Linked DNA regions of Cricetulus griseus: region 1 is linked to region 2. The links are chromatin contacts, called in public Hi-C maps. All regions are on one chromosome and are shown on one strand. Each heading gives the region's core, a stretch centred on a gene start, on an enhancer-like site or on the middle of the called end of the contact. The rest is flanking DNA. Distances are from core to core; before and after follow the strand shown.

What was found. Hi-C and Micro-C count contacts between places; a contact is called where the count stands out from the background.
Region 1: a contact with region 2 is called in a Hi-C map of fibroblasts, with 4 times the contacts expected there. The contact joins the enhancer-like site here to the promoter of Castor2 in region 2. A contact is called at or near these places in 3 of 8 Hi-C or Micro-C datasets (the CHO-K1 cell line and fibroblasts).

Annotation. Positions count from the first base shown.
Region 1 is chr4:113,264,655-113,269,822 of CriGri-PICRH-1.0, forward strand. It overlaps Rcc1l (RCC1-like G exchanging factor-like protein), which reads right to left. Exons shown (of 10, transcript XM_027416104.2): 2 at 720-849. Among named protein-coding and RNA genes, the nearest start is that of Rcc1l, 4.9 kb to the right of the region's middle. Within about 2 kb of position 2,022, at least 2 of the 6 cell types and tissues checked have open chromatin away from gene starts, as enhancers often do. A contact at or near this core is called in the CHO-K1 cell line and fibroblasts, where this site is marked.
Region 2 is chr4:113,196,182-113,201,496 of CriGri-PICRH-1.0, forward strand. It overlaps Castor2 (cytosolic arginine sensor for mTORC1 subunit 2), which reads left to right and starts at 2,222. Exons shown (of 9, transcript XM_027416102.2): 1 at 2,222-2,653. The coding sequence starts at 2,541.

The DNA of each region.
Region 1 (5,168 bases), core at 772-3,271, 68 kb after region 2:
TCTACCTTTTGCTTGGGAGCTTTTCACATTTGCCTTTCTTTTTTTCTTCCTTCTTCCCTTCCTTCCTGTGTATCTTACTTTCACTGCTTCTTGTGTCTGGCTGCCTGGCAGCTGCCTGGCTTCTTGCCCCAAACACATCCCTCGTTCTCTCTTCTCTTCCTCTCTTTTCTCTCTTTCTTCTCCCATTTATTTTCTATGCCCACCAGCCCCGCCTATCCTTTCTCTGCCTAGTTATTGGCTGTTCAGCTTTTTATTAGACCAATCAGGTGCCTTAGGCAGGCAAAGTGAAACAAATGTAACACATCTTTGTAATTAAACAAATGTAACACATTTAAATAATATTCCCAGTTAAAATAATATTCCACAACAACACCTGGCTTCAGCCCTTGAGGTTTTGTTTTGGGGTTTGTTGTTGTTTTGATTTTTTTGTTTTTCAAGACAGGGTTTCTCTGTGGCTTTGGAGGCTGTCCTGGAACTCACTCTGTAGATCAGGCTGGCCTGGAACTCAGAGATCCGCCTGCCTCTGCCTCCCAAGTGCTGGGATTAAAGGCGTGCGCCACCACTGCCCAGCCAACCCTTGAGTGTTTGATATGTAGCCCAGACTGGCCTCAAACTCAAGCTCCTCCTCCCTTAGTCTCTCCCTTGCTGGGATTAGAGGCATACACCAACACAGCCCTCTTTATTTGCTGTTGTAGTTTATGGTAAGGATACCTGCTTACTTTTATCCTTCCGGCTCCTGTGGAATCCAAGCTGAGAATCTTTGTTGAGTCCCATACCCCAGACTTTCGTAACATCCTTGGTTTTAGAGGACAGCAGAGTGAATCCATAGCCACAGGCAGCAGAGGTAATCTGAAAAAGAGTTCCCACAATGCACCATGGACTGATTTGTGATGTCAATCCTTTCAGCAAATGGTGACAAGCTGGGGCTGGAGAGATGGCACAGTGACTAAGAGTGCTGACTGTTCTTCTAGGAGACCTTGGTGCAATTCCCGGCACCTACGTGGCAGCTCACAACTGTCTGTAACTCCAGTTCTAGGGGATCTAACACCTTTATACTAATGCACATAAAATAAAGTTAAACAAATTAAAAAGAAAGTGACAAGCTATTTACATGCACTCATGTACTTCCCACAATGAATGGGCTTCATCCCTCATCTGCTATGCTAGACCATGTTTTTATTTCTTCTCCTGTACACACATGCCACGCGCTGGGCATTTTCATCTCACCCACCAGGGCACAGTCCAGCATGGCAGTTGACAGCCCACACCTTTGTTCAGTCTTTCACCTAAACCATCATTGGCCCTCACTTTCACTGACTGGGGGAACTCAACTTGGGATGGACACCTACCTCACTTCTGGTAGGAGCGTTAATTCTAGTTGGGGCCAGAAGTAACCCAAGCCCGGGGTTCATTCTAAAATCAACCATCTCCACACCACCCAGAGCAACTACACCCCCTGCTAGCAGGGGTTGCCCTCAATTTTACACTTGATGTCCCCATGTCCTCTCTATTATACATTATTAACTCCTCAGCCTAGTGTCACCCCACTATCCCTCTGCTGCTGAATTTACCAGAGACCCACCGACTTCCTCAGAGAACCCCTGTGAACCTCACTACATCCAAAACAAAAATGCCAGAGTAACACTCTTCATAACCCTCCTGCCCCAGCCTCCTAACTGCTGCCATTGCAGAAGTGTGGCCAGGAATATTCTTTTTTTTTTTTTTTTTCCTCGAGACAGGGTTTCTCTGTGTAGCTTTGGAGCCTGTCCTGGCACTCGCTCTGGAGATCAGGCTGGCCTCGAACTCACAGAGATCGGCCTGCCTCTGCCTCCCGAGTGCTGGGATTAAAGGTGTTCGCCACCAACACCTGGCCTCTTTTTTTAATTATAGCTCTTTCTTTTTAATTAGTATTTTTATTTATGTGTCTGTGTCTATGTGAGCATATCCACACATGCATGCGGGTACCGTCAGAGACCAGAGGGGTGCTGGGTTTCCTGGAGCTAGAGTTACAGTTAGTTAACTGTGAGTCACCCCTCTGGGCTGCTGGGAAATGAACTCAGATGCTCTTCAGCAGTACACATTGTTAACTGCTGACCCATCTCCACAGCTTCTTAGCTAAATATGTTTTTAAAATTTGTTACCAGGGGCATGGACTCTGTGATGTCCTGAGGTCTACTGAGAGCATGATAAATATGGTTGATAACAATATGCTATATTTTAAAAGTTTGAGATAGTATGCTTTAAGTGTTCTCAAAACAAAAATGATGAATATGTGTGATATGTTAGTTGGTTTAATTTAGCCATGCCATTGTGAACATACTGTATTGTGTATCATAATTGTACATGACTTTACTTATGAGCTAAATAAATGAATGGAAAAAAAATTGTTGCCAGGTGGTGGTGGCACACACCTTTGACCCCAGCATTTGGGAAGCAGAGGCAGGTGGATCTCTATGAATTCGAGGCCAGCCTGGTCTACAGGGTAAGTTCCAGGACAGTCAAGGCTACAGAGAGAAATCCCATCTTGGAAAAAAAAAAAAAAAAAACTTAGAAAAAAATTGTTGATGCTTTAATCATGTCATTCAAAAGTGACATGTCAGCAGGGCAGTAGTGGCACGTGCCTTTAATCCCAGCACAGGCAGAAGTAGGCAGATCTCTGAGTTTGAGGCCAGCCTGGTCTAGAGAGCAAGACAGCCAGAATGGAACAAAGTGACATGGCCCTCTTTTCACCTTGTGACAGTTTCCCTTCTAGGATTCATTCAAAACATCTATACCACCATCCTTCTGCTCAAAACACTTCAGTTTCTAGCTTCCTAGAGCCACCACATTTCTATTTTTTTATGTATACAGTGTTCTGCCTGCATGTATGCCTGCAGGCCCCAAGAGGGCACAAGAACTCATTATGGATGGCTGTGAGCCACCATGTGGTTGCTGGGAATTGAACTCAGGACCTCTGGAAAAGCAGCCAGGGCTCTTAACCTCTGAGTCATCTTTCCAGCCCTCTTTTTTTTGTTGTTGTTTTTTGAGACAGAGTTTCTCTGTGTAACAACCCTGGCTGTCCTGAAATTCGCTCTGTAGACCAGGCTGACCTCAACCTCAGAGACCCATCTGCCTCTGCCTCCCAAATTCTGGGATTAAAGGCATGCGCCACCACCACTGGGCGAGCCACCATCCTTCTGATATGGCTTGAGATCCACAGAGATGACCTACTTGGGCAGCTGAAGCTAACTGGACTGCATGAGAGGAAACAGAAATGATTCAGGTTCAGTTCCCAGCACCATGTGCTGCTCACAACTGTCTGTAACTCCAGTTCCATGGGATCCGATGCCCTCTCTGGCCTCTGTGGGCTCCAGGCATGCAAGCAACACACACACACACACACACACACCAAAGCCAAAAAACTATAGATCTAAAAATGATGCCCAGAACCAGACAGTGGTGGAACACACTTTTAATCCCAGAACTCAAGAGGAACTCTCTCTCTCTCTCTGAGAGTTCGAAGCTGGGCTGTTACACAGAGAAATCCTGTGTCAAAAAAAAAAAAAAAAAAAAAATGCCCAGCACACTAAGATTCTCATGCTTAGTGATACCTGTTTATTTAACACTCAAATATTTGATGGGTGCATGGTATCATTAATCTGTTCACTTGTGAAAAGCTTTGAACAGTATCTAAAAGTGCCAGCTAGTGAGAGCCTGACAGGATGACATACCAGGAGAGGACTCCAGCCACAGTCTTAAGAAGAGGTTCACAGATGTCTTCCAACAAGCAAGAATTATACTAAACTAGGCTGGGTCTGGTGGCACACACCTGCAACCCCAGCATGGAGGACACTGAAGCCAGGGATACAACTCTAAATCAGTCTGGACTACACACTTGGGTTACATATCAACACTCTCTCTCAAAATAAAAATAAAAAATTTAGCATTTACTAATTCAATTTAATACTGTACTAAATCAAGCAAGGAAAAGAAGCATCTGATTAGAAACAAGGATATAAAGCTACCTCTATCTTCAAGACCAGCCTGGTCTACAAGAGCTAGTTCCACGACAGCCTCCAAAGCCACAGAGAAACCCTCTCTCAAAACACAAACAAAACAAAACAAACAAACAAAAAATACCTCTATCCACAGGCCTCCTAAACATAGAAAACACTAAAAAAATCACAAAAAAATCTGTAAGCACAGGGGCTGGAGCCAGGTCTGATGAAGAATGCCTTTAATCCCAGCACTTAGAAGGCAGAGTTGGGTTATCTCTGTGAGTTCGAGTCCAGCCCGGTCTACAAAGTGACTTTCACAACATCCAGAGCTACATAACAGAGACCCTGCCTTGAAAAACAAAGCAAAACAAACAAACAAACAAACAAAAAAGAGAACAGGTTGGAGAGGTGGGTGGCTTAGTGGTTAAGAGCACTTCTAGTCCTTTCAGAGGACGGGGTTTGACTGCCAGCACCTACCATGGAGGCTCACAACTATAGCAGGATTTCTTTTGGGCCACCAACCAGCTCCCAAATCATAACACAGAGACCTATTATTAGTTATGAGACCTATTATTAGTTATGAATGCTCGGCCTTATATAAGCTAGCTTGCCCCCCTAGCTCTTAAAACTTATTATAACCTATTTCTCTTTGTTTAGGTTTTTTTTTGTTGTTATTTGGTTTGGTTTTTTTTTTAGATTTTATTTATTTATTTTCTATGGTCTTCTGCCTGCATGCTAGCAGAGGGCACCAGACCTTAAGGTGGTTGTGAGCCACCACGTGGTTGCTGGGAATTGAACTCGGGACCTCTGGAAGAACAGTCAGTGCTCTTAACCTCTGAGCCATCTCTCCAGCCCTGTTTTTTGGTTTTTTGAGACAGGGTTTCTCTGTGGCTTTGGAGGCTGTCTTGGAACTAGGCCAGGCTGGCCTTGAACTCATGGAGATCCACCTGCCTCTGCCTCCCCAGTGCCACCAACGCCTGGCTTCATTTACGGGTTTTGCTTCCAGGTTTTTTTTTTTTACCTTCTTTCATTCTGTACATCCTACTCTGCATCTGGCTGGCTGGCCCTAGGCATCTCCCCTCGTGGTCTTTCTCTCTTCTCTCCTTCTACTTATTCTCTCTGCCTGACAGCCCTCTACTGCCTAGCTATCAACCAACCATTCAACTTTTTATTAGACCAATCAGGTGCCTT
Region 2 (5,315 bases), core at 972-3,471:
CAGTATTTTATTTTATTTATTTACAGTGATGGGAATCAAACTTGGGGCCTTGCAAACACCAGGCAAGTGCTCTGCCACTGAGCCATGGTCTGTTAGGTGTGGCGGAGGCACACCCTCAATCGAAGAACTTGAGAGGCAGGAGCAGTAAAATCAAGAATCCCAGTCTAACCTGGGCTACAGGATACCCAGTCTCCAAAAATTCAGAAAACAAAAATAAGGGCTGGAGAGATGCCTTGGTGATTAAGAGAGAACCTGAGTTTGGATCTCAGCAGCCATGTCAAGTGACTCATGACCACCTGTATATAATTAATTCCAGCACCATGGATTCAATACCCATTGGGTCTTCCAGGGCACACATATCCCCAACACAGACACAACATATATACACAGAAACATAAATAAAAACAAATCTTTTCTAAAGTAAATAAGGGCCTGGCGAGATGGCTCAGTAGTTAAGAGAACCTGGGGATCAATTCCCAGCACCCAAAGAGCAGCTCACAACCACCTGTAACTCCAGTTCCAGGGAGTCTGACACTCTTCTAAACTCCCTGGGCACCAAAGCATGCTTGTGATGCACATACATACAGACAGACAGGCGAAACACCTATATACACAAAATAATGTCTTTTTTAAGTTTTTAGTTGAAGGAAAAGGAAAAAGAAGGCTGGGATTCCTCAATTAAGAGTGTTAGCCTAGTATGTACAAAGTCCTGGGTTCCATCCCTATCATGGCATAAACCAGACGTGGCACTGCACACCTGTAATCCCAGCACTCAGGAGACGGCAGCAAGAAGATCTGAGGTTCATGGTCGTTCTCAACTATATGAAGAGTTGAAGGATAGTACAAGATAAGTGAGACCCTGACTCAAAAACAAAATAAAAATAGAGCAATCAATTATTTATTTAAAGTGTGTGTGTGTGTGTGTGTGTGTGTGTGTGTGTGTATCAGAGGACAGCCTACAGGAGTCAGTTCTCTTCCTTCCAAGGTTTGGGTCCAGGAGATCTTCCTGAGGTCACCAGGCTTGGCAGCAAGTGTCTTTACCCACTGAGCCATCTCGAAGGTCAGTCTTCAGTGAAATTAAAGCAACAGAGGAATGGACAGGCTATGAGACACACTCGGTATGAGGAAGCATAATAAGCCCCTATCTAATAAAAAGGGACTAAGAATGTGAGATTGACAGTCAGGGCTCTCCCCCTCTCAAAAAAACAAAAACAAAAAACTCAGTTTCCTGCCCACCTCAGCAGGTAGATTTGACCCATTACATCCCCCAAAGTACTCTGCCAGAGGGCAAAAGCACTAGTCAGTAACTTTAACCTAAAGGATTTCAGAACCTAGTCAGCCATGAAAGGCGTGGGGGCAGGGGTGGGGGTATATTTGCTGAACAGGTTCCCCCAACAGCATGCGAGCCTGGGGTTAGAAACACTAAGGATGACTCTCATTCAGATTCAGGTCCACTCCCACCCCACCCCCGCACCCTCCCCTCTCCCCGAGATCCACAGTTACTTCAGCAGCTTTGCACCCATGATCCCAGAGACCCAGGTCCCGTTCCCGTGCCTGCCTTATCTCTCTCCTCCCTCACATTTTCCGCAGCAACAAAGCCAAACACAGTACCGTGGGGGCTTTCACGCTTCCGTGCGTTTGGACATGGTGTTCCTTCTGCCTGGAAGGCCGCGCAGCTCTCCCTCTGAACCACCGCCCCCCCGCCCCCCACCCCCGCCTGTGTGCTCTCATTCAGCCCTCAGCACCCTTCCACAAGGACCCAGCACCCTTCTCTATCTAATCCAAGCCTTGTCTTTTGCTCTGGCTTCGCTGCACGGCAATCACCGATTCCTCTAAATCTCTCCCCTGGCAGGCTCAGGCCTTCAACGCTGGAGTTGTTTGTGGAGAAAAGGGGTTGCTCTCTTGACACCCCAAAGAAAGAGCCTAATCCTGAGTTTGAGAGATGACAGAGCATGCATCTAAGCTTGGATCCGCTCTAAATGTCCTATGTGTCCCATAGGGTTCTTCTGTGACCCTGGGGAACCCCGAAATCTTGCATCCCGGGTGCACTGTGGCGCAACAGCCCAGCCCCCCTGGCTTGACATCAGCAAGCTGGAGTAGTCCAGGGGGAAGGGCCGCGTAAAAGCGTGAGCGTGAACTACAAATCCCGATACGCATCGCGTGGCCCCGAGGCCGGCGCCTGCGCAGCACGGGCCCGGCGTTTGAGTGGCAAGTTGTTTGTTACAGCGAACACCAGCTGCTGCTGCGCCGGGCGCCGCGCTCAGCCGGGCGCTGTTTGCTTGTCCACCCCGTAGCTCGCTGCACCCCGCAGGTCCTCCCCAGGCCTCCTTTTTTTGCAACTTGCCAAGCTTCCTTTTTCTGGATCGAATACAAATCAGCCCAGCCCCGAGCTCCGGGCCCCCTTCCCTGGGCCGGTTGCCCCAAGGCTTGGGGCACACAGGGGGCGGGGGCCGCTGCTCGTCCCCGTCCCCGTCCCCCCGCCCCCCCTCGCAACTCGGGCCATCGCGGATGATCCGCTGTGGAGGACCCCTGGGCGGACGATGGAACTGCACATTCTGGAACACCGGCTGCAAGTTGCCAGCGTCGCCAAGGAGAGTATCCCGCTCTTCACCTACGGCCTCATCAAACTTGCCTTCCTGTCTTCCAAGACCAGGTGAGAGAAAGGGAGTGTGGGGCGCGGGGATGGGGATGGGGGAGCGTGGCACCCGCCCCGGGACAGACAAAGAGGCGCACCCCGGGGGGACGCAGTGCAAAACAACTTCACCCCCCCCCCGAATCTCTGCCGTCCTCCTGCATCGGACAAAGCCACCCCTGTGCTCTCTAGTTGGGGGTCCCCTCCACCCAGATCCCCCCACCCCACTGCGCCTCCAACTGCTGCCACCAACACCCACCCACCCCCATCGCAGCCCCTTCCCTGAGATCTCTAGTAACCTCCACAAATGGCCTCTGTGATGCATCCGTGAATGAATGAATGAATGAATGAATGAATGAATGAACGAACGAACGAACGAATGAATGAAAAACAGGTGTGGGGATCCGGAGGTGGAAATTAACAAACTAAACACGCCCCATCCCCCCCCCCATCCATCCAACACCACCACTCCCCTCCTACTGGTTGGGCCGGCCCCCCTGTAGCCACTGGCAAGCGGGGAGGGAGGGCGCTGAGCTCGTCTACCCCAGAACAGAAAAAAAATCATAAAATCATTAGTAGATGTTTATCTCCAGGTGCCTGCGAAGGGAGGAAGGAGGTGCAGGCGGCGGGGGAGGGGCTGCAGGGCCAGGGTTGCTGATTTCTTTTCTCTTTGGGGGTCCAGCGAAGTGGGAGGGAGGGGGGATTTTGAACCATAGAAGGGGAGGAGCAGGAAGGCTGGGCTTGGATGTTGCAGAAGGGGAAAAAATTGTAGAAGGCCTTGAGAGGTAAGAAGAAAAAAAAATTAAATCTTGGATTTTTCCCATTGCTAGGTGTGCGTTTGACTTCATAAACTCCTGTTGGATTAGAATCCGGTTATCTTTTTTTTAATTGCCCTTTTCCTCCTGTGGAGTGGGAATTGGAGCAAGCTACGGTTAACTTAAACCTCATTTGATTACCATTATGATGGGGGGAGCAGTTAAAGAGAAGATGCTTCAACCTCTCTGCCAAAGGAATGAATACATTACAGGTCAAGATTAAGTTAAATTGACAGCAAACACACCCCCCTCCCTCCTTCCCTTCCCAGGCTGCCTTGTCTCCCTCCTGTGGTGTTGGGCTCAAGGGAGAGAACCTGTTAAAAGTTCTTGCCAGGGGACCTGACTTCAACAGCTTGGTCAGCGCTATTGTTTGGAAGATGAAGTCAGCTAGGTAGCTTTGTATCTATTTACTTTCTTCTCTGAGTGGGGACCGGGAGGTTTGAAATCTTTACCTCCCTAGCCGGAGGGTAGAGCCCCTTGCTCCTTGGATGGCCCCAGGTAAATCATTAAACAGGTCATTTGAAAACAAAGCTAACAGCTCAGATTCTGAACAAGCTTCCCCCTCCCCCCCACACACACACCCCCAAGTGCAAAACAGCCCCTCTCAATCATATACACTTGCCCTCTGCGCACCCTCCAGGCAATCCCTAGGACCCAGAGGCTGGAGGTGACAGATCTCCAACTTCTGGCCCCAACAGTCCATGACAGCCCTCTGGTTCCTCCTTTCTCAAGCTGGAGAAAAGGGGGCTCTTGGGGGGACTGGAAAAAGGCTGCCTGGCTGTCCCCTGTGCCTTGTTGAAGGGACTGGCCTTTTTATGGGCATCCCTTATCTACGACTCACGTGGTCCAAGTTTAAGGTCTCAGATTAAGACCCAGAGACAAGCTCACACTGACCACAGGGAAACCTTGTCCCCTTGTAAGGTGGGTACCCCTCCTCCCTTCCAGGGTAGGCCCAAGTGACCAGTGGCAAGATGACTGGGGGGGTCAAAGGTCACCTCCTTGTCTCCAGGCTCTGACTCTAGAAATCGCTGAGTATAGCCAGTCCTCAGACCGACTGCCCTTATGCACTCTGAGCCCAGGCGTGGCTTCATGTTGGAATCAGCACCAGAGGCCCAGGCCAGGTCATTGTCCTTTTCTATTTCTTTCTTTGTCCCTCCATGAAATGGACATAGAACAGCCTGGCCCACTTCTTTTTCAAGGAGCTGCTTGCTGGGGGTAGGTCATTCAATTCCTGTAAAAACAACTGTGCCCCAAATGGAATAGTGGTGGTGTATGGCTATTAACTTGTTTACAGCAGTGAGCTGCTTCTCCTCCACCACAGTGGTCCAGATTCCTGTTAGCACCTACCTCCCCAAAACGGGGCATCCCCAGAACATCTCACGGCCTGTTTAAAGGAAACAATCACTGTTTCCACAGGGCCAGGTCCTTGCTGTGACATTCAAGGCCATTTGAGGAACCTAGATCCAGAAACCTTGTCTTTAGCCATCATCCCCCCCACATGCCCATCACCAGCAGCAGCAGCAGATATACTAGTAACACCCACAGGTTGCCTGCTTTCTCTTTCCTCTTCCCACCTGTACATCGTTCATCTCTTCCTGGAATGTCCCCTCCTCCCCTGTCAGTTCCACGTTAGTCCTCAAGATTAGTGACATCACCCTGAACCTCCTCAAGCACTCCCCTGCCTCCACCTCCTAGCAGACTTAATCACCTCTACCCCCCACCTCCATCTCTGATGTCTCCTTTGGGTGGAGCAGGTAGAGCATGGGGAAGAGAATGACACTGGAAATACTCACTTGGTGCTGCCGCCGAGCCCAAGGGATGTAGAGATAGACTGCCTCTCCCTCTGCCGAGCTAAGTGCCCAGTCCAG